3 separate regions of the Mus musculus genome follow, and regions 1 and 2 are each linked to region 3. Evidence: chromatin contacts called from public Hi-C and promoter capture Hi-C data. All regions are on one chromosome and are shown on one strand. The core of a region is the stretch at or near the end of the contact, and the rest is flanking DNA. Distances in the headings are between cores, read along the strand shown. Region 1 overlaps Abcb1a (ATP-binding cassette, sub-family B (MDR/TAP), member 1A). Region 2 overlaps Abcb1a (ATP-binding cassette, sub-family B (MDR/TAP), member 1A). Region 3 holds the start of Abcb1b (ATP-binding cassette, sub-family B (MDR/TAP), member 1B).

Region 1 (3,363 bases), core at 16-2,515, 120 kb after region 3:
ACCACAGGACTGGTCAACCAAGGCCATGGTCCAGATTTGGGAACCTAACGACTACTCAATATTTTTATGTGTGTTATTTTCAAGTGTTTCAAGTATATTCGTATACATATAAACACATGTGTACACTGTTTAGTTTCTTTATAAATTGAATCTCAATGTCAGTTGAGATTTTCATTGTCTACAGTACTCTACTGTTAGAAGCAATGATGCATACACTGTGGTATAATATGTAGATATTTATGATGAATATATTATAGAAGAAATCAGCACAATTAAGACAGTAGAGGAACACTTTAAACCTCAAAATCACTGAAAAGGGCTACAGTATGTGAAAGACTCATGAAGACAAATCTGATTTGACAGATGTGAAAATAAATAAAAGTGCCATTGGCAAACTAAGCAGAATGTCCTGAAGGTCTGTAACACATATGAAAAAGGAGTGTCCAAATTTTGATGGGAAAAGGAAGTGTGGTGGTGTGCTCATAGAAAGGGGATACGTGGTTGAAAAGGTAGTCTGAACTAGGTAACTGTGGAATATACAGACAGACTAGCAGACACTCAGTTGGAGTGAACTAAAGTGGATATAATCAGAAGTGTGACCCAGGAAGCTTTAGAGTTCAGCAATGTATACTTTTAAGAATAAAATTTAGAGGCTTTGGCTTTTATAAGAATATAGGGAAAGTTGGTCTGAATAGGAAGAGAAAAGGGGGAGAGCACAAGGCTCAACGAGGAGGAAGCTAGAGGGTCTTCCAACAGAGGGGGTGTAAGTAGAGAGTAAAAATAAAGTTGATCAAGACCACAGCCCAACCACCTGAAAATGTGAGTTTCAAATAGGAAACCTGAAAGAACTAACTGGTCTAGAAAAATCAAGGGAGATTACTAGTTGAATGTTGAACATTTTATTTTATAGCAGCTGTGCATTTGACTGAAGATGTCTAGTAAGTGTCTAGATTGTGCTTGGTCAGTTTTTGGGGTGGGGGTCGGGGGTGAGTTCAGATATAAGTACTAAGGAATCATATGCTAGAGACCACAGTTAAATTTGGGAGAGAAAAAAAAGCCATCTCTTCCTAGCTATAAAAACAGGATGGCACATAGAGAGGAAATAGCAGACCAAGCCTAAACACTTGGGGGAAAGTAAAAGGGTCTGACAGAGGATAAGGGAGCAGCTCAGAGATGAGCCGGCAGGGCCAAGCTGAGTCAGGGCTGCTTCTCTGTTCCTCCCAGCACTATCACCTTCTAATTTCATGTGCTCTTTTTAAAAACCCACTGAGTCACTTCGTGATGCCTGTATGACTGTGTGTGTAGGGCCATCTACTGGAGCATAGGTAGCCTCTTGTGGCTTGCATTCCTGATGAGCATTGAGGCCTCTTACCCAGAAGCCATCAATTATGTAGCATTCCCTCGGGTAGGGGTGGGGCTTCATGAGCCCCTCTGGTATCACTGTGGGGATTTCTGACTGTCTTTATCCTGTACAGTTCTTGAGCATGTGATCTCAGCTGCCCTTTCCTCAGCATCTTATCCTCGGCTGGAACAGATCATCCTAACTGATGGATCCTCTCAAAGCATCTCATTCATGGTGTCATCATATCTCATCTTTGGAAATGACAATATAATCATTCTACTTCACTTACAATCCTCAGTGATAGTTCATGCTACAAAAAGGTTAAAGTCTGTGACATATAACCATATTTATCCCTTTGCAATCTTTCCATAGTAGACACTATACACAGCACAACGATCTTTTTGAAAGTTTAACCATGATCTTCTAAGTGTTTTAACCCCATCTCTTTCTTCTCATTCTAGTAGCTATGGAGCTATGCTATCACTGGTCCATCAGAGAGCAGCTGTCATAACAAACAAACAAATAATAGGATGTATATAGATTTCTTGTTGGCTTTTGTGTGTCCAAACTCTTTAAGATCTGGGGAGGAAAATGACCAAAGCCAAATACCATTTAAATTCATGGGACAAAGTTCCAGTTTTTACGACTCAAAAATATTTTCTTAATGTCTTAAAGAAGAGATGCTGTTAGTAATTGGTAAAAGTCTAGACACTGAATGGTCCAGGAATAAGAAGCCAGCTATGCAGACCCGAGTGAGAATTCAGAAAAGGAATGATTGCATAGTTCATCAAGAAGACACCCATAGGATAGCACCAAGAGCCTCCTTGGACCAGACAAAATTCAGAGGGAGTTGAATACCTCCAGTGCTCCCAACAGAGGGAGACAATAGGCTTGAGTCAATTCTGTTTTCGATGGGGCTAAACATGATTTGGTCTTTACTCATCTGTTATGTTGTGGGGTTAGAGTGTACTTCGGCCTTAGAGCTTGCCCATGTGCCTTGGTTAGCCTTGGTTCAATCCCCAGCATGAGGCTAGAAAGCACAGGTAAGTTGGGTCTCTCAAACAAACCAGTCAAAGGTGAGAGCCACAGTAAAACATCTACCCTACCCTAAACAGTAACCACTTTAGATAACAAGGGACTCAGAGTTTAAATTGCATTGTATAAAATAAGTTATTTTTAGGACACTTGGGTTCTGAAATACCCACATTCACCACCACACAAATTTCCAGCGTTAACTCACAACACTTCGTCATCCCTACCTTCTACAGTGCTCATTCCAAAGAGCCCCACATCTGAGCACACCAAGCAAGTTGCTGCTCTCTGAGTATTTTATCTATTTTTTTCTTCAGCAGTGTTTTTTTTTTTCATTTTTCCTCCTTTACCTGGATATTCTTTAGTAACTTTCACCCAAGAAAATACTTTTCCTTCACAAATAAGCCAAAAAAGAAAGAATAAAAGAAAAAGTGACCTACTCATCAGATTGCTTTGCCTAGCCTTCCTTGTCATAGAATTTTATAGTAATTTTTTGACACATGAGTAAAATTGCTAAGTCAATGTAGAACAGAAGCTTCCAAGATTCTGTCTGTCTGTCCGCTCTGGTTCACCTAAGTGCAAACTGGGAAAAACTGGGCTACATTTTCTCTTTGTATCTCCACATTCAGCTAGTTGTGTCTACTGTAACCTAGCCTGTTCCAAAGATGAACAAATACTCTCATAAAGCCATCACCCATGCCAGATAATTTATCAAAAATAATCCATGCAAGTATTCTTCTACGTGTAATGTTAAGTGTCAGATAAGGTTAAAAATGAAAACAGTGGACCAATCTATGTGGTACGGGATGGCCTTTGGTAGAATCAAGTTACTGACTTGATTCTACAGGCACCACTGTGCACATAGTATGACTAAACTACACCCCATGCTCTTTACATGCCATCACATCATGATACAATTTTATCCAAATAAAGTACCTCAAAATGTTTAGAAATGTCAATTACTAAGCTCTTAGGAAAACTATAAGTAA
Region 2 (3,440 bases), core at 561-3,060, 86 kb after region 3:
GAAAGGAAGCTGAAACATAATCATAATTCCCTTCATGCTTTAGGACTATTAGAACAAGAGGTTCTAACAAGGCTATGATTGCACCTCGAAGTGGTAGGGAGAGATTTAGACAGAATGAATACAATTCATGGATAGTTAAATAAATATCACTGGCCCTAAAGAGAAGCTTCCCTTTAAAGCATAAAGAGGAGCTTAATTATAAATAAAAATGAGAGAGGAGACAGTGAGAGCTGTCACTGGGATCCAAAAGCCATGAGAGGGATGGTAGGGAGGAGCCTCTTCAGAGGGCAGCCTTCAAAGCACCTCTGCAGCAGTCCTCTGATGAGTCTCGTACCAATCCAAAACACAAAGAAAAGGGTTGAATTTTCATAACCTTTTAGAAGTGGCAAGAAGTTTTATATCACATGATTTAGTTCAGCACAGTGTATGTGTTAAATAGCATGGGGCAGGGGGGAACCATGTACCATGAATTGAGAATCATCAAGTCACGGTACAGAGCTTCTTAATTTTCTGTCCTAGAGAAAGAGGGCAGTATGGCATGAGTCAAGCTATGGGACCAGATCTGAAGGTGCAGGCTCGTGGAAAAACAAACAAACAAACAAAAAAACAAAACAAAAAACCCTAAGGACTCTTCTACATTTCAAGATTATCCAATCAGGTAATACTTATCTATAGATTACATCTTATCATCAAGATAAATTAGGACATTGCTAGAGTTCCACTGCACCTGTGTCATGACAAGTTTGAAGTAAATGCCCTTTTCTCTCATGAGCTCATCATGATTTCCTTGCTCCACAATGACACCACCATCAAAACCAGCAATGACGTCAGCATTACGAACGGTAGACAAGCGATGAGCTATCACAATGGTGGTCCGGCCTTCTCTAGCCTGGAGAGAGAGAAACCTGGCTTTTGAAACATGGATAATTATAGCAAAACCTCAGTCAATTTATTTTTGATGAATAAAACTGCTTTGAATACTGTGTAAACCATCAATGAAGATATTATCTGGCTTTAATAAAGGCATAATGAATTCATAATAATAGAAAATAGTTTTATTGCAATCAATACAAGAACAAGCATGTTTATGTATTAATAAAATCTATGCCTCTAAGGATTTTACTTTACACCCTATAGTAAGCCTAAAGTTCTAGAAATAATCCAGTGTATCAAAAATCCTAGAGCTGAGGCATTAACCAGATAAAACAAATCTATACAAGGCATTGTACTGGCATGCATCACCTAGAGATCTGCTAAGAATTGCAAGATTAACCTCCTGGGTAATCAAGACACAAACATGAAAGAGCAGAGCTTAGACTTCAGTGTTCTACTAGTGTGAATGAAATCCAGGACTTCATTCAGTCTTTGAATCTGTGTAAGGTTGAATTCATTAATATGTAAAGCAGAGACACAGTAGCCACTTCTTAGAATAGCTGTGATGACTAAATAACAAAGGGCTTAGGACTAACTTTAAAGAAATGCCCAACAAATGTTCAATAAATGACTTCTAGTTACAAGAATTATAGACAAAATTGAAGAGTTTTATAAATATTTTCACATGTCCAGTCTCATCTTTAACTTCATATGGAATAAAGGCAGACAACTAGACTTGTTGAGATTTCTTTAACCTTTATAACTTGCCTAATGCTTATTATTTCTCCCACTCTGTAGTTCTACAGTAATAAGCAATAAAACTACACACACACACACACACACATACATATACTCACACATATACACACACATACATATGAACACAAATACACACACATACACACAAACACACACATGCACATACACACACACCACACACATACACATGAACAGGCTGTAGATATCAGGGTTAACAAACAGAAGTGGAGAAACAAAAGTGAGGGACCCGCCGAACTTAAGAAATTAGTCTGAACAGGTGAGAGGGTGCGCCAGAGAACCTGACAGCTTCTGGAACAGGCGGAAGCACAGAGGCGCTGAGGCAGCACCCTGTGTGGGCCGGGGACAGCCGGCCACCTTCCGGACCAGAGGACAGGTGCCTGCCCGGCTGGGGAGGCGACCTAAGCCACAGCAGCAGCGGTCGCCATCTTGGTCCGAGACCCGCCGAACTTAGGAAATTAGTCTGAACAGGTGAGAGGGTGCGCCAGAGAACCTGACAGCTTCTGGAACAGGCGGAAGCACAGAGGCACTGAGGCAGCACCCTTTGTGGGCCGGGGACAGCCAGCCACCGTCTGGACCGGAGGACAGGTGCCCGCCCGGCTGGGGAGGCGGCCTAAGCCACAGCAGCAGCGGTCGCCATCTTGGTCCGGGACCCGCCGAACTTAGGAAATTAGTCTGAACAGGTGAGAGGGTGCGCCAGAGAACCTGACAGCCTCTGGAACAGGCAGAAGCACAGAGGGGCTGAGGCAGCACCCTGTGTGGGCCGGGGACAGCCGGCCACCTTCTGGACCGGAGGACAGGTGCCCGCCCGGCTGGGGAGGCGACCTTAAGCCACAGCAGCAGCGGTCGCCATCTTGGTCCGGGACCTGCCGAACTTAGGAAATTAGTCTGAACAGGTGAGAGGGTGCGCCAGAGAACCTGACAGCTTCTGGACCAGGCGGAAGCACAGAGGCGCTGAGGCAGCACCCTTTGTGGGCCGGGGACAGCCGGCCACCGTCCGGACCGGAGGACAGGTGCCCGCCCGGCTGGGGAGGCGGCCTAAGCCACAGCAGCAGCGGTCGCCATCTTGGTCCGAGACCCGCCGAACTTAGGAAATTAGTCTGAACAGGTGAGAGGGTGCGCCAGAGAACCTGACAGCTTCTGGAACAGGCGGAAGCACAGAGGCACTGAGGCAGCACCCTTTGTGGGCCGGGGACAGCCAGCCACCGTCTGGACCGGAGGACAGGTGCCCGCCCGGCTGGGGAGGCGGCCTAAGCCACAGCAGCAGCGGTCGCCATCTTGGTCCGGGACCCGCCGAACTTAGGAAATTAGTCTGAACAGGTGAGAGGGTGCGCCAGAGAACCTGACAGCCTCTGGAACAGGCAGAAGCACAGAGGGGCTGAGGCAGCACCCTGTGTGGGCCGGGGACAGCCGGCCACCTTCCGGACCAGAGGACAGGTGCCCGCCCGGCTGGGGAGGCGGCCTAAGCCACAGCAGCAGCGGTCGCCATCTTGGTCCGGGACCTGCCGAACTTAGGAAATTAGTCTGAACAGGTGAGAGGGTGCGCCAGAGAACCTGACAGCTTCTGGAACAGGCAGAAGCACAGAGGCGCTGAGGCAGCACCCTGTGTGGGCCGGGGACAGCCGGCCACCTTCCGGACCAGAGGACAGGTGCCCGCCCGGCTGGGGAGGCAACCTAAGCCACAGCAGCAGCGGTCGCCATCTTGGTCCCGGGACTCCAAGGAACTTAGGAATTTAGTCTGCTTAGGTGAGAGTCTGTACCACCTGGGAACTGCCAAAGCAACACAGTGT
Region 3 (3,421 bases), core at 673-3,172:
GCATTTTTCTGTAACGAAGCCTCTCTTGTATGCTTTGTATTTCTCTCTTACTATGTTTCCTTGCACTCAGAACATTGGTGGGCCACTAAATGTAATGCTTCTAGAAATCACTTATAGCATTTACTTTCTTCGAAGTTCAAACCCTTCTCGATTGCTCTTATGTCTGGTTTGTGGGGTTTTGGGGGGTTTTTTTGTTTTTTTTTTGTTTTTTTTTTTTTTTTTTTTTTTTTTTTTTTGTATTTTATTTATTGTGTTTGGATGCATCCACAAGCGTGACAAGCAAGGCAACGGCCTGTGCAGGTCAAGATCAACTTGAAGCTTGCAGTTGGTTTCTGATTCTACCACATGGGTTCTGGAAAAGGAATTCAAAACTAGGCTTGCCAGTCTTGGAAGGAGGCCTTTGGGACCATCTTGCTGGTCCTCCTGTGTCTTCTGACCAGTCCATTAAATCCTGCTTCCTTGTTTGTTAGTACTGGAAACTCCAGGCTCACTTTGTATTTTCTCTGCAATAGGTCTGGCTGAAGTTAACTGTTCTATGCCGTGTACCTTTCTTTACTAGAAAACTTCAAGAGTGTCTTTCTGTACTACCCTTTTCAGTGGACTAAAAATGAGTGACTGAAAAAAATCATACTGATGTTTCTTATTCTAATTTCACATTATTAAATGTAAAGTTTACTTTCACTTTGTACTTTCCCTCTTTATACTGAAATCTTGTTTCCGAATACTATTAATATAGCTACTAATTCCTATTATCTTAGTTTACAATTTTCTATATATAATGAACCCACTGAGGTAAGTTTTTAATTACTGGCGACACGCAGTCCACTATGATAAAAATATATTGAGAGTAACTATTTTCTCTTAGCAATTACAGTTTCAATTTTTCTAATTTAAGTATAGGTAAGCAACCTTAAACCATATAACTGTATTGTTCTGTTTCACCTGTTATGCCACATTCTGTGTTTGTATACGTGTTTATCAGAAGATAATGGGCCACAGTGAGCACCCAAGCAGCATAAGGCTCAAGGCATGAGCGATCAACAGCGCTCAAAAAAGCCGAGGTCATAAAACTAAAAAGATGTGAGTAGAGGCTGAATTCACAGAAGCATCCATCTGTCACACACATCTGAAGGACTGCTCCAAGCAGAGGAGTTCCTTCCAAGGGCTGAAATAACGCCCACGCCCACTAATCATTTAAAACAGTGCCGGAGGCTACAAATTGGCCAGAATGTACAAGCACGAACGTGAAATAATTTGGCTACCTCTTTTTGCCCATCTTCGAGAAGTTCTTGTCTGCTCTTCCCTTAAGGTTCTCTTCAAACTCCATCACCACCTGAGGAGAAACCAGTTCATTAGCCAAACACGTGGCCGCGGGGACCAGAACCTAGGCAGAGCTCACTGCCCCACGGAGCCAAGAGAGGAGGAGGAGCCCCGCCCTGATGCTCCTGGGGCCGGGCCTGGGGGTAACTCACCCCGGGGAATCCCGGGAAGCTGTGTCACCCGCGTGGACCGGGTGCTCGGCTCTGGGTCCCGCCACCCCGCCCTGCTGGGTCCCTTCCGCCCTGGCGCGCTCCTCCACCAGCCCGCGGCTGCGAGCTGGGCAGCGAGATCCACAGCACAGGGCTGGCGCGGAAAACACCGTCCTGAAGGCTGCTGCTGCGGGTGCTCTTGGAGCGACTTGTGGCTGTCGCCACTTGGTCCCCACAGACTCAAGAGGACGCTACCACCCGGACCGGACTCAGGCATCCGGAGCACCGCACTCTTCCGAGAACTGCCTACCTCACGTGCCACCTCCGGGTTTCCTTCGCAAAGTCAGCCAAGATGTAGAATTTGGAAGTAGCTCTGAGTTGAGCGGAACCTCAGAAGATGGAAGCAGCGGCCTCAGCCTCTTACGGCTTCAAGAGCCACTGCGGGAAGGAGCCAGAGGGCTTCCTCGGGCCCCGGATTAAAATAGATGCCAGCGGCCGCCCTAAGGCCCGGCAGCCAATCAGCCTGGTGGGTGGGATTGGGCATGGGCAGCTGGAGCGGTTGCGAAACAGGAGATACTTCCAGGCTTACCCTGATTTTTTTGAGAAGGGCGCTGGTTCCCTCAGACATTTACATAGACTTGTCTTTACGTGTTCAGGTAAGTGTCCATACAGAAGTGTATATACCTGGATAGTACACAGTTGGTTCTCTGATGAGTCATACTTAAAAAGACACTTTCCCTGACATAGCTAATCTAATATAATTAATAAAGCAACCAGGGACCTTGCTTATTCTGTAAAGTTTTTTTTTTTTTTCTGACAGCATTGCTTTCTAGGCTGGTAGAAATTTTTCTGTGAAATATATATATATATATATATATATATATATATATATATATATATATATATGGTCTTGGCTTGGATGATAGTCCTATACAATTTCAAGGTAGAAATGATATTTCAAAGTACATAGTATTTTCAACTTCTAACTCTGGAATCAATATCTGTGTTTTTTCCCAGGGCATATCAAGTTCTTAGATGTTCTGGAATTCTGACTGATGCAGATATTTGCGTGTAGCAGGTCTTTTTCTGTCTACTTGTAACTGACTGTGACCTAACTTGCTGGCAACTCAGTGGCTGAGAAATGTCAACCTGAGATAGACAGAGTTCCTTGTCTCAATGACATTGAAGCACTGACCACCTGGGTGGAGACTCCTGTTTCTTCTACCAAGATGTCTGTTTCCACAGATAGCAAGAAGTAGCCACCTTTGTTTTTATTTAACTCATTGTCTATGGGGTGAGCTGGGGTCTCCTTCTTGAACAAGATGGAGATTTTACTTGGTCTTTAAAATTGGCTTTATTAAGGTAAGGACACACCACGAAAGGAGATCTGTGCCTTACCTGCTCCTCGGGGGCTTCAGGGTGAGGACAGAGCAGTTTGTCATCCTAGGGCCCAGACCATCTTTTCCCTGGCTGTTAGTGTGGTTACCTCATGTCTGACTACGAGCCCTGTTACTAGCTCCCAGGCCTGCAGGTTCTTCCGCTCTTCAGCTTCCTTTTAACCCCGGCACCCCTTCTCATCTCAACATGCGTGGGACTTGCAGTTCACCCTTAAAATCTGTGGGGAGCGAGCTCCTTCAGCAGAACTGTTAAATATAGCACTTTAAGGAGTTGTCACTTGTGTTACCAACAGTAATGACAGGAGCAAGGCTCGAAAACAAAGCTATAAGGTAGGTTTATGAGATAGTGTTTAGATTTAGGAATGACAGAGAGTGCAGCTCCCTCACCTAATTCAGCAATGTCAACAGTACAGCCACCTGCCATCCCAGCTTCCAGTGTTCCGGTGATGTACCAACAGGGAGAGAATGCACAGCCGTCCTGAAAGCCCGAACCATGTATTCTGTATCCCCTGAGTGACACATATGCCTCTTCACTTGCTGCCTTTCCAAGATGCC

Evidence for each region. Promoter capture Hi-C pulls out the DNA fragments that hold promoters and counts their contacts. A called contact is a pair of places that touch in the nucleus more often than the background predicts.
Region 1: a contact with region 3 is called in a Hi-C map of Th1 cells, with 1.9 times the contacts expected there. The contact joins the enhancer-like site here to the promoter of Abcb1b in region 3. A contact is called at or near these places in 3 of 39 promoter capture datasets (the 3T3-L1 cell line, the C10 cell line and liver), 10 of 484 Hi-C or Micro-C datasets (the AML12 cell line, B cells, the G1E-ER4 cell line and 6 more), 5 of 115 datasets of contacts at active chromatin or transcription factors (the 230-238 cell line, CD8 T cells, effector CD8 T cells and 1 more) and 2 of 9 other capture datasets (adipose tissue and liver).
Region 2: a contact with region 3 is called in a promoter capture Hi-C map of embryonic stem cells, with 2.5 times the contacts expected there. The contact joins the enhancer-like site here to the promoter of Abcb1b in region 3. A contact is called at or near these places in 2 of 39 promoter capture datasets (embryonic stem cells and epiblast stem cells), 1 of 484 Hi-C or Micro-C datasets (the G1E-ER4 cell line), 2 of 115 datasets of contacts at active chromatin or transcription factors (CD8 T cells and bone marrow-derived macrophages) and 3 of 9 other capture datasets (adipose tissue, macrophages and pancreatic islet).

The regions. Positions count from the first base shown.
Region 1 is chr5:8,679,288-8,682,650 of GRCm38.p6, reverse strand. All of the region lies in intron 6 of Abcb1a (ATP-binding cassette, sub-family B (MDR/TAP), member 1A), which reads right to left. Among named protein-coding and RNA genes, the nearest start is that of Gm31157, 15 kb to the left of the region's middle. Within about 2 kb of position 1,265, at least 14 of the 459 cell types and tissues checked have an H3K27ac peak or open chromatin away from gene starts, as enhancers often do. A contact at or near this core is called in CD8 T cells, Th1 cells and memory CD8 T cells, where this site is marked.
Region 2 is chr5:8,710,636-8,714,075 of GRCm38.p6, reverse strand. It overlaps Abcb1a (ATP-binding cassette, sub-family B (MDR/TAP), member 1A), which reads right to left. Exons shown (of 30, transcript NM_011076.3): 17 at 728-889. Among named protein-coding and RNA genes, the nearest start is that of Gm31157, 17 kb to the right of the region's middle. Within about 2 kb of position 1,810, at least 2 of the 459 cell types and tissues checked have an H3K27ac peak or open chromatin away from gene starts, as enhancers often do. A contact at or near this core is called in embryonic stem cells, where this site is marked.
Region 3 is chr5:8,796,648-8,800,068 of GRCm38.p6, reverse strand. Abcb1b (ATP-binding cassette, sub-family B (MDR/TAP), member 1B) reads right to left here and starts at 1,922. Exons shown (of 28, transcript NM_011075.2): 1 at 1,780-1,922; 2 at 1,263-1,333. The coding sequence starts at 1,327. It overlaps Gm5106 (predicted gene 5106), which reads left to right and starts at 1,546. Exons shown (of 3, transcript NR_152133.1): 1 at 1,546-2,125.